Linked DNA regions of Hordeum vulgare: all the other regions are linked to region 1. A link is a contact called in public Hi-C data. All regions are on one chromosome and are shown on one strand. The core of a region is the stretch at or near the end of the contact, and the rest is flanking DNA. Distances in the headings are between cores, read along the strand shown. Region 1 holds the start of LOC123426779 (pre-mRNA splicing factor SR-like 1). Region 2 has its middle 8.8 kb from the start of LOC123426832. Region 3 holds the start of LOC123426814 (serine/threonine protein phosphatase 2A 57 kDa regulatory subunit B' kappa isoform-like).

What was found. Hi-C and Micro-C count contacts between places; a contact is called where the count stands out from the background.
Region 2: a Hi-C map of seedling shows a contact between it and region 1, with 2.8 times the contacts expected there. The contact joins the enhancer-like site here to the promoter of LOC123426779 in region 1. A contact is called at or near these places in 2 of 6 Hi-C or Micro-C datasets (leaf and seedling).
Region 3: a Hi-C map of seedling shows a contact between it and region 1, with 5 times the contacts expected there. The contact joins the promoter of LOC123426814 here to the promoter of LOC123426779 in region 1. A contact is called at or near these places in 2 of 6 Hi-C or Micro-C datasets (leaf and seedling) and 1 of 1 datasets of contacts at active chromatin or transcription factors (embryo).

Annotation. Positions count from the first base shown.
Region 1 is chr1H:120,656,298-120,659,199 of MorexV3_pseudomolecules_assembly, forward strand. LOC123426779 (pre-mRNA splicing factor SR-like 1) reads right to left here and starts at 1,447. Exons shown (of 5, transcript XM_045110665.1): 1 at 1,209-1,447; 2 at 24-329. The coding sequence starts at 311.
Region 2 is chr1H:121,583,573-121,586,474 of MorexV3_pseudomolecules_assembly, forward strand. No RefSeq gene overlaps it. Among protein-coding and RNA genes, the nearest start is that of LOC123426832, 8.8 kb to the right of the region's middle. Within about 2 kb of position 1,484, at least 3 of the 3 cell types and tissues checked have open chromatin away from gene starts, as enhancers often do. A contact at or near this core is called in leaf and seedling, where this site is marked.
Region 3 is chr1H:121,227,638-121,230,539 of MorexV3_pseudomolecules_assembly, forward strand. LOC123426814 (serine/threonine protein phosphatase 2A 57 kDa regulatory subunit B' kappa isoform-like) reads left to right here and starts at 1,481. Exons shown (of 2, transcript XM_045110717.1): 1 at 1,481-2,902. The coding sequence starts at 1,852.

The DNA.
Region 1 (2,902 bases), core at 197-2,696:
TAACTTATGTCAAAGAAACTTACAGCTCTAATGTACGGGGAGTCAGGATGCTTCAACAAACCATGCATCTGTTTCACAGTAAGCTTCATTGTGAAGAACTTGTACAGGAGACAAAATGCAGTGGAAGGACCCCTGCAATTGCCAGTCATCCAAGGCTCCACATGATCAACTTGGTTATAGATCTCGTCAATGACCTCATGATAGGTCTTCATCCTGTAGAGCTCCTTGAAGTAATCAGAAGAAAGAATATTCATACAAAGAACCTTCTCCATCAACATATCGATGGGCTTTCCTGAAGTCTGTATCTCCATATTTCAGCGAACACAAACCTGGACCAAAAACAGAGGGATCCTCTTAGCTTAAAGCCTCAAAGCTTATGTCCCGCGTGAATCTTTTCCCAAAATACGAAGAAAACTGGATTTAGTTCTGATAGAACGATTACGCAAATATTTACAGATATATTGCCACCTGAGAAAAATGTAGATCAGTCTTTACCTCAAACGGCTGAAAATTCATGTGTCCCTCACTACCCATGAAATCCCCACTTAAGCTCTCAAGGTCAACAGATTATACTATGTTACTATCAGTGCGTCTGACAAGTAATGCCACACAAGCAAACCTCGAGAGTGGCTGATAGTTTTACCATGTACTCCCTCCGTTCCAAAATATAAGACCTTTTAGGTATTTCACTAGAAGACTACATACGGAGCAAAATGAGTGAATCTATACTCTAAAATATGTCTATGTACATCTGTATGTAGTTTATAGTACAATCTCTAAAAGGTCTTATATTTAGGAACGGAGGGAGTATATAACTCAATTAAAAGGGTCCCCACTGTGATATCCAGATAACCTGCACTGATCCTTTCCCACCATGTATCTAGCCTAAGGATTACCCACAATAATTTAATCCCTCCAAACCGCTGGTGTGGACAAATGCAACCCACCATACATTGTATTTCTATGGGGCCAAGTAGAACTAGAATAGAACTATATTTTGCACAAAGAAATTTCCATGGCCATTAATCACACAGATTCATCAGAAACCCTGTCGTTAACGTACACGATTTCGTCCAGAGGATATTCTCATCTATTCCGCACTTAATAGCAAAAAAATGGCTCAAACTAGTAATCGTCTCTACTTTAACTAGTAACTGGCGAGATGAATCTATGTACGCGGAAACAGAAAGGGATACTCAGTTACTCACACGGAGGATGCGCGCAAACCCTACGACCTCCTTGGCTTCCGAGAGCGAGGGCGGCTTGCGGAGACCCCCAAACCAGAGGGGATGACGACTCTCTGTAGAGGATGAACTCGTATCGGCTTCGGCGACGGCGGAGGGTGTGATGTTTGGGATTCGACGGTAGCTGGGAGATCGCCGGAGATGGATGAAGGAGGCGAGGAAAGGGGAGGGGAGGGTCGGCTGTGGATTTGTGGAGATGGGGGAGTCGCGTCATACCTGGCCAAACGGGCGGACGGGCCGGCCCGCCGTAATCGTACCAGGCACGGCATGGCCCGCCTGGGCCCGATTAATATACAGGTCGTGCCGTGTCGGCCCGCGTGTCAGCCTCCCAGGCCCAAGCACGGCACGTGGCCTAATCGGGTTGACCCGTGGCACGTTAAGGCACGGCGGCGCGCCACATATTTGTTATTTTTTTTCATCTGGCCCTCTCTCGCACGGCGGCCCGCCACAGATCCCGCCTAAATTCCCGCCCGCTCCCCCTTTCCCGCCCGCCCGCTCCCCCTTTCCCGCCCGCCCGCTCCCCCTTTCCCGCCCGCCTGCTCCCCGTTTCCCGCCCGCTCCCCTAGATTCGCGTCGCGACTGGGACTGACGCCCTCTTTCCCGCCCGACGCCCCGCGCCCCCGCCCAACGCCCCGCACCCCCAGTCCCCCATTTCCTTCGCTGCCTAATCGTGTCGTGTCGGGCCAGCACGCGGGCTCGGGGTGGCAGCCCGAGCACAGCCCACGGCGTGCTCGTGCCTGGCCCGAGCACGATTAGCACGTGTCGGGCTCGGCCCGTGTCATGCCTGGCCTGCGGGCAGCCGTGCCGGCCCGCGTGGCACGGCCCGTTTGGCCAGATTTGAGTCGCGTACGACTAGGAATCCAATCATCTATTGGGCTTTCCAAGCAGCTAACGACCTTTGTTGGGCTCTTCAGGAGTTCTGGCCCGTTATAAGACGAGACTGCATGTTGGACGTTTTTCCTCTTCCTTTCAAATTGGGGCGTGCTACGTGTCCGCGCGGGCTGATCTCTACTATTAAAACGGGATCTGCCGTCTGTCGTGATGGTTCAACCTCCTAACGCTAGCTATCCTTTCATCCACATTCTCCCACCGATTTTTTTCAACCCTCCAAAAACCAATTGGTTCAATAAAAAATCCGATACAATAAAAACATAATAAGCTACGCATCAGGGGCGTGCTCTCGCGCTGTCCACGTCGGATTAGCTACAGACAAAAAAGACCAGCGGTTTACCCTTGGCTGCCCCGTCGCGTTGTTTGCTTCTCCAAGAAGAAGAAGAAAGACAGAGAGGAAGAGGAAATCGCCCTCATCCCTTCTCCCTCGACGCACGCTAGGGTTGCTGCTGCCACCGCATCGTGCCATCGGCCTATGGCCAGGTCCTTCGACACCGGCCACCATAGAAGGAAGCAAACTCGACATCCAGTCGCCCGCGCCTCCTTTCTTCCCCTTTCCTCACCTGTGACCCCTCCTCTGCCGTCTGGACTCCTACCCCTTTCTCTTCTCAATCCGGATCCATGGATATGGCCGACAGGGAGGACGAGTACATGGAGGAGGTCGCTGCCGGCGGCGCCAAAAGCATCTCAACAAGAACTACCGTCATGCAAAAGCAAGTCACCGTCGACACGGATCCATTTTGTCTACGCCGCCAAGGGCCAACTGC
Region 2 (2,902 bases), core at 234-2,733, 930 kb after region 1:
CTATTTGATCCTGAGTCATTTCTGCTCACTTTATAGACATTTATTGTTTCGAAGCTTTTCATAAAAAACGCATATTCACCCCCTCCCCTCCTCTAGTCGATAGCTACCGCTTTCACCAACAAAAGATGCACGGCAACCAAACAACGATGGTTCGAGCGCTTGCACAAGAATTATAGAAACTAAATCAAACGGTGGCAAATATACATGAGACATCGTTAAAAGTCATCTAGATGTGATTTAGCAATCCCATGCAAAAAAATATGCACAAATTTAGAAAGTATTACATAAAATATGTTTTTTTCAAAATTTATAAAAAATATTCACAAAAACTATATTCATGAATTTGAAAAAAGGAATAAATAAGAAAGAACAAAATGAAAACAAACAAAAGAAGAAATAAACGAAAGAAGCACAAATTCAGAAGGAATTCACAAAAACTAAAAAATGTTTCCCAAATTATAGAAATATTTGCAAAAAATATATTCATGAATTTGAGAAAAGGAAAAGAACACAAAAAGAAAGAACAAAATAAAAAACAAACCGAAAAAACAAAAATGAATGAAGGAAAAACCGGACAAAGCTTCGAGCTGGGTCGATATTTACCTTTGTGTGTCTAATAATGGAAATGCAACTGAACTTCGACAAACACTTTTATCCATTCCACAAAAAGTTGTGGTCATGTAAAAGATATGTAGTTGCAGTTGGCTGACTTACAATTGTGTCTAGTAGAAGAGATGAATCTACTGCACAAACAAATTATTTTTGTTTCCTAATTTAGAATGGCGTTAAAAATGTGCATTTGTGAAGTGAGAGCAACACTTACAATTGCGTGTTTCAGGATGGGTATTCAACTCACAATGACAAAACAATCCATATCTTCTTGTAATGCATGAATTTAAACACAAGAGGTAAAAAGTAAAAAAAAAGGAAAATCAAATAAGAAAAAAAGGATATATAAAAAGAAACTAAGTACTACTACTAGCAAAGAAAAAAAAGAGCAAACTCTAAGAAAAATTGTTGTCTAAAAAACAGGAACACAAATTTCAGATTTCAATACACATACAGGACTGTTACGTCTAATTTGGAACTGCAAAAAATAAGAATATTGTTACTACGAAAATATCAAAAAGGACACATTAAATGTAAAAAAAATGTTTGTAAGAGTGCAAAAGAAATGATTGAGACAAAATTAATTTTTCACTGCCGATTTTGCGACATGAAAAAACAAACATCGCTCCAGAAAGACACAGGCAATCAACCAATATAAAAAAAATATTTGCAACCCAATAAAACAAGAATAACCAGGGTAGGAAAAACGAACAAACAATTTTAGCTATTGAAAAATCAATAATGGCCGAACCCAAGCAAACAAGGCCGGCCTGAAAGAAAAGGCGCTTGTGGACGTACTCATGTAGTGGCCAACACAAAAGCGTTTTATTTGCCGAAGCCTCTAGGCATCAGACGATGGGAGGTCCTATACAGCGCCTTCAGCGCCGGTTAGGCGAACCGGCGCCTGCAGCGCTCCTCCATTTGGGCCAGCCCATGTAGAATGTATTGGTTCTTCAAAAATCGAAAACAAATCATAAAATTTTGAAAAAATCAGATTTGCGAAAAAAGTTTAATGATTATAAAAAAGTTCAACGATTTATTAAATATTTTTATGTATTTTCAGAAATCTCAAACAATTCGAAAAAAATCATTGATTTTCAAAAAAAGTTCATCGATTTTCAAAAAAGTTCATCAATTTTTAAAAGCAGTTTATTCATTTTGAAAAAAATTCACGAATTTTAAATTATGTTCACTGATTTTCAAAAAAATTCATCAATTTCAAAAAAATTACATAAATTTTCCGAAAAGTTCACCGATTTTCAAAAAAGTTCATCGATTTTTAAAAAAGTTCACGGGCTAAAACCCAGTTTGGATCTCTAAATGGGCCGGCCCATGGCAGAGCGCTGCAGGCGCCGGTTAGTAAAATTTGCTTGTAACCGGCGCTGTGGTGCTAAATAGGGTTTCGCTCACACGACTCATACCATGAGGGTCGTTCGATCTAAGTCAGGCCTCCATGAGATTTGGTTTGTTAATTGATTGACTATTTCGTAACTCCTCTGGAAATGCGCGGTCACACATGCACTGATGCACCCTTTGTATTTGCTTCCGGTGATTTCCTAATTTGCTTCATCTATAATAAAATTTATTTTGATCTAATAGAAATTTGTGTCTGATGTAACAGAAAATCGTGCCCAGTAATTTTTTTTCTATCGACTAAATAATTTGCTTTCATGACTTAATTTGCTTCTATCAACAACAATTAAATTTGCTTTCCGCATAAACATAAATTGTACACTGTTTCGTAGCGAAAGAAACTTGGTTTCCAAAGATAAAGGAATTTGCTTCCATGCCGCAAAATCCTAATACAATTAGGATAACTAAAACAAAAGTTACATTACTATTCACATACTGTGCGGGCAAGCACATCCTCAAGGAGGGCCTTGGTCTGTCCATCCATATCTCCACCTTCAGATCGACGCCATCGACGTTGTGGGAAGAGACTAGTGCATGCAGTTTGAGAAAACCAATGATGAATGGTTGGCACCATCTGGAAGCACACATGAAAAAATAGGAGATGGTTTGAACTATAGGTCATGGAAGCACAACAAATGGAATATGCATGTCTTACGGGAAGCAACAATTTGATCTATTAGAGCACACATGATATGTAGTGGAAGCATAAAAATTTCAGATGAGGAAAATATTACGTTGCTATAGAAACATATGAGAAACCTAAAGTAGAAATATAGCTTACACGAAGCAGTGACTTGATCAATCGAAACATAGGTGATAGACAATGGAAGCATATAAAATCGAGATGAAGAGAAATTCAATATATAAGGAGCATATGCAA
Region 3 (2,902 bases), core at 231-2,730, 570 kb after region 1:
CTACACAGATTCCGCATGACACTCCTAGATATCTGGATGGGAAAGAATCCGATCGCATGTGTCCATATTATCAACCACTACGGATTCAAGCGGACGCGTGCGAAGCTTCACTTTCTTGTCGGTGTCATGGGACATGTCTAAGTCAAAATTTTTAAGGTTTTGATGGAGGTGGAGAAAGTTATGGCCGCTGCAATTAGAGGTCTTATAGCCTTGGTGGGAGGGTGCATTAGATGGTGTGAAGACTATGTGTCGGGTGTTTGGTGACTTGCAATGGTTGCCTCGTCAAGTGGGGGCGACGACATTGGAGGACTACATTTTTTATGCTCCTCCTCGAATACCGAGTCTTGATTACGAGGGGTGAAGACCTAAGGCCCTGCTTGTTTCATAAGTCCTAGGACTTTTTTAAGTCTCAACTTATAAGTCATAAGTCCCTACCTGTTTGTTTACAGGGACTTATAAGTCCCGAGTCCCTACCTGTTTGTTTACACGGACTTATAAGTCCATGTTGCACCTAATAATACACTTGTTCACATGGATCGTCATCAGCCAACGCGTACGACACACAGGATAAGCACCGCTGCAACGAGGCTCGGGAGAGGGCCTGTCCGGCGATTGGAGGCACCGCTGCAATGAACCGAGGCAGAACAAACCGAGGCGGGGCGGCGACGGGGCGGCGAACCGAGGCAGAACGAACCGAGGCGGGGCGACGACCGGAGCGATAGGTGGGGCGGCGACGGGGCGAGAGGCGGGGCGGCGGCGGCGATTGGACCGAGAGGCGGGGCGAAGTGCGGGGAACGAGCCTGGAGCGACGCGGGGTAGGTCCGGCCCGGGATAAGTCCCAATAAGCTCCTCGGTGAGAGTCTTTATTTGATAAGTCCCAAATCACCACAATAAGTCCCAATAAGTCCCTTGTGTTTGGTTTAGGTTGGACTTATAGGGACTTTTTTAAGTCCCTGGAAACAAACACCCTCTAAGTGTGACTTTTATTGGTTGCATCTCACAATGACCTTTTTGAAGGAATTGTTTTTTGGGTGAATTCAGACTTTCTTCACGATGAAAATCCAATATCTTTGATCAGACAACAACAATGCGTGTGCATTGCTTCTTTCTTAAAGACGTTGCTTTTCTAGAACCACTTTTGTAATTCGGATATTATCTTCAACGGTTGTTAGAGTGCTGCTGATGCTAGTGATTGATCACCTTAACCGTTTTTTTTTTGTTTTTTTTTTTGACTGTGTGTATTCTAGATGTTTTTAAATATTTTGTTGATACAAAAGGTAAATGTAATTGATATCTTTATTATATTAATATAGACTTTCCTTACTGGGAATTCTGCGAATCAAAGAAGGGCTCACATTTTCTTTTGAGACCACAGGAAACCTCGAAACCTTCCATCGGGCGATACGTGGGAATCCAATCTCAAACGAACGGCCGAGATGCATCCGGCCACCCCTTCCTTCTTCCGGTGGCCATCGTTCCCCGCAAACAGCTGTAAACTGCAGCTCTTCTCCCCCCGCTCGGTTCCCACTGCGATTCCACCCAAAACGCCAAAGGCTCTGCGCTTTCTGCCCCCCTCCGCCTCCGAGATCTCATCCATGGCGGAGGCCTCGGCGTCCCGCTCTCGGATCTAATCCCCCCTCACAGCCATTGCGGGATCTGTGGCCGGCGCCCCGACAGCTGCACGGGTCGCGGCGGCCAACCCGGTTCGTTGCGTTGCAAGATTTGCTTTGCCTCTGCGTGTCCTGGGTCGGTGGCGGGTAGTGGGTTTACTTCTCCCTGGTCCGTTCATGGTTCCTTGAAATGGGTGTCTGACGCGAGGGGGGTCGGCGCTACGGACTGTTTGCTGCGGCCATGTGGAAGCAGTTCCTTGGTAAGCTCTCGGGGAAGTCGCCGAAATCCGGCGGAGGCGGGGGCTGGGGATCTCCACCGCCCAAGTCCCCAACGTCGTATGACGTGAATGGGAGGCAGTGGGACTCTATGCGGGCGTCTCCTCCACTCGCGGCTATCGCCGGAGCGGAGGGAGAGACAAGGGAGGACGTGTTCCTCCGGAAGCTCAACGTCTGCTGCGTGTTGTTCGACTTCTCCAACGACCGGGGCCGAGACTCTCCGGAGAGGGAGCGAAAGCGGCAGGTGCTCATGTCTCTCGTCGACTGCCTCGGCACGGCGGAGGAGCCCCTCACGGAGGCGATGGTTTCGGCCTGTGTGCGTATGTTCGCCATCAACCTGTTCAGGGTCTTCCCGCCCAAGGTCCGGCCAGGCACGGGGGCAGCTGCCGAGGCTGACGAGGACGATCCATTCTTTGACCCCTCATGGTACCACTTACAGGTCGTGTACGAGCTGCTCCTCCGGTTCGTCACCTCTCCGGTAGTTGATGTGAAGGTGGCTCGCAAGTACTTGGACAATTCGTTCATCTCTAGGCTGCTTGATTTGTTAGATTCTGATGATCCTAGAGAAAGAGATTGCTTGAAGACAGTATTGCATAGGATATATGGAAAATTCATGGGTAATCGGCCCTTCATCCGCAAGGCTGTGAGCAATATCTTCTATAGGTTTGTATCCGATGCTGATCGTCACAATGGGATTGGCGAACTCTTGGAGGTGTTTGGGAGTGTGATTAGTGGGTTTGCGAAACCATTGAAGGAGGAGCATAAATTATTTCTGTGGAAGGCATTGATTCCTCTTCATAAACCGAAGACAGTGGGCATGTATCTGCCACAGTTGACATACTGCATTACACAGTTTATTGACAAGGAACCAAAGCTCTCAGGGACTGTGATCAGAGGCCTGTTGAAGTACTGGCCAGTGACGAACAGTCAGAAGGAGATGATGTTCTTGGGGGAGTTGGAGGAGGTGCTGGAATTGACAGAAATGCCTGAGTTCCAGAAGTGCATGGTCCCATTGT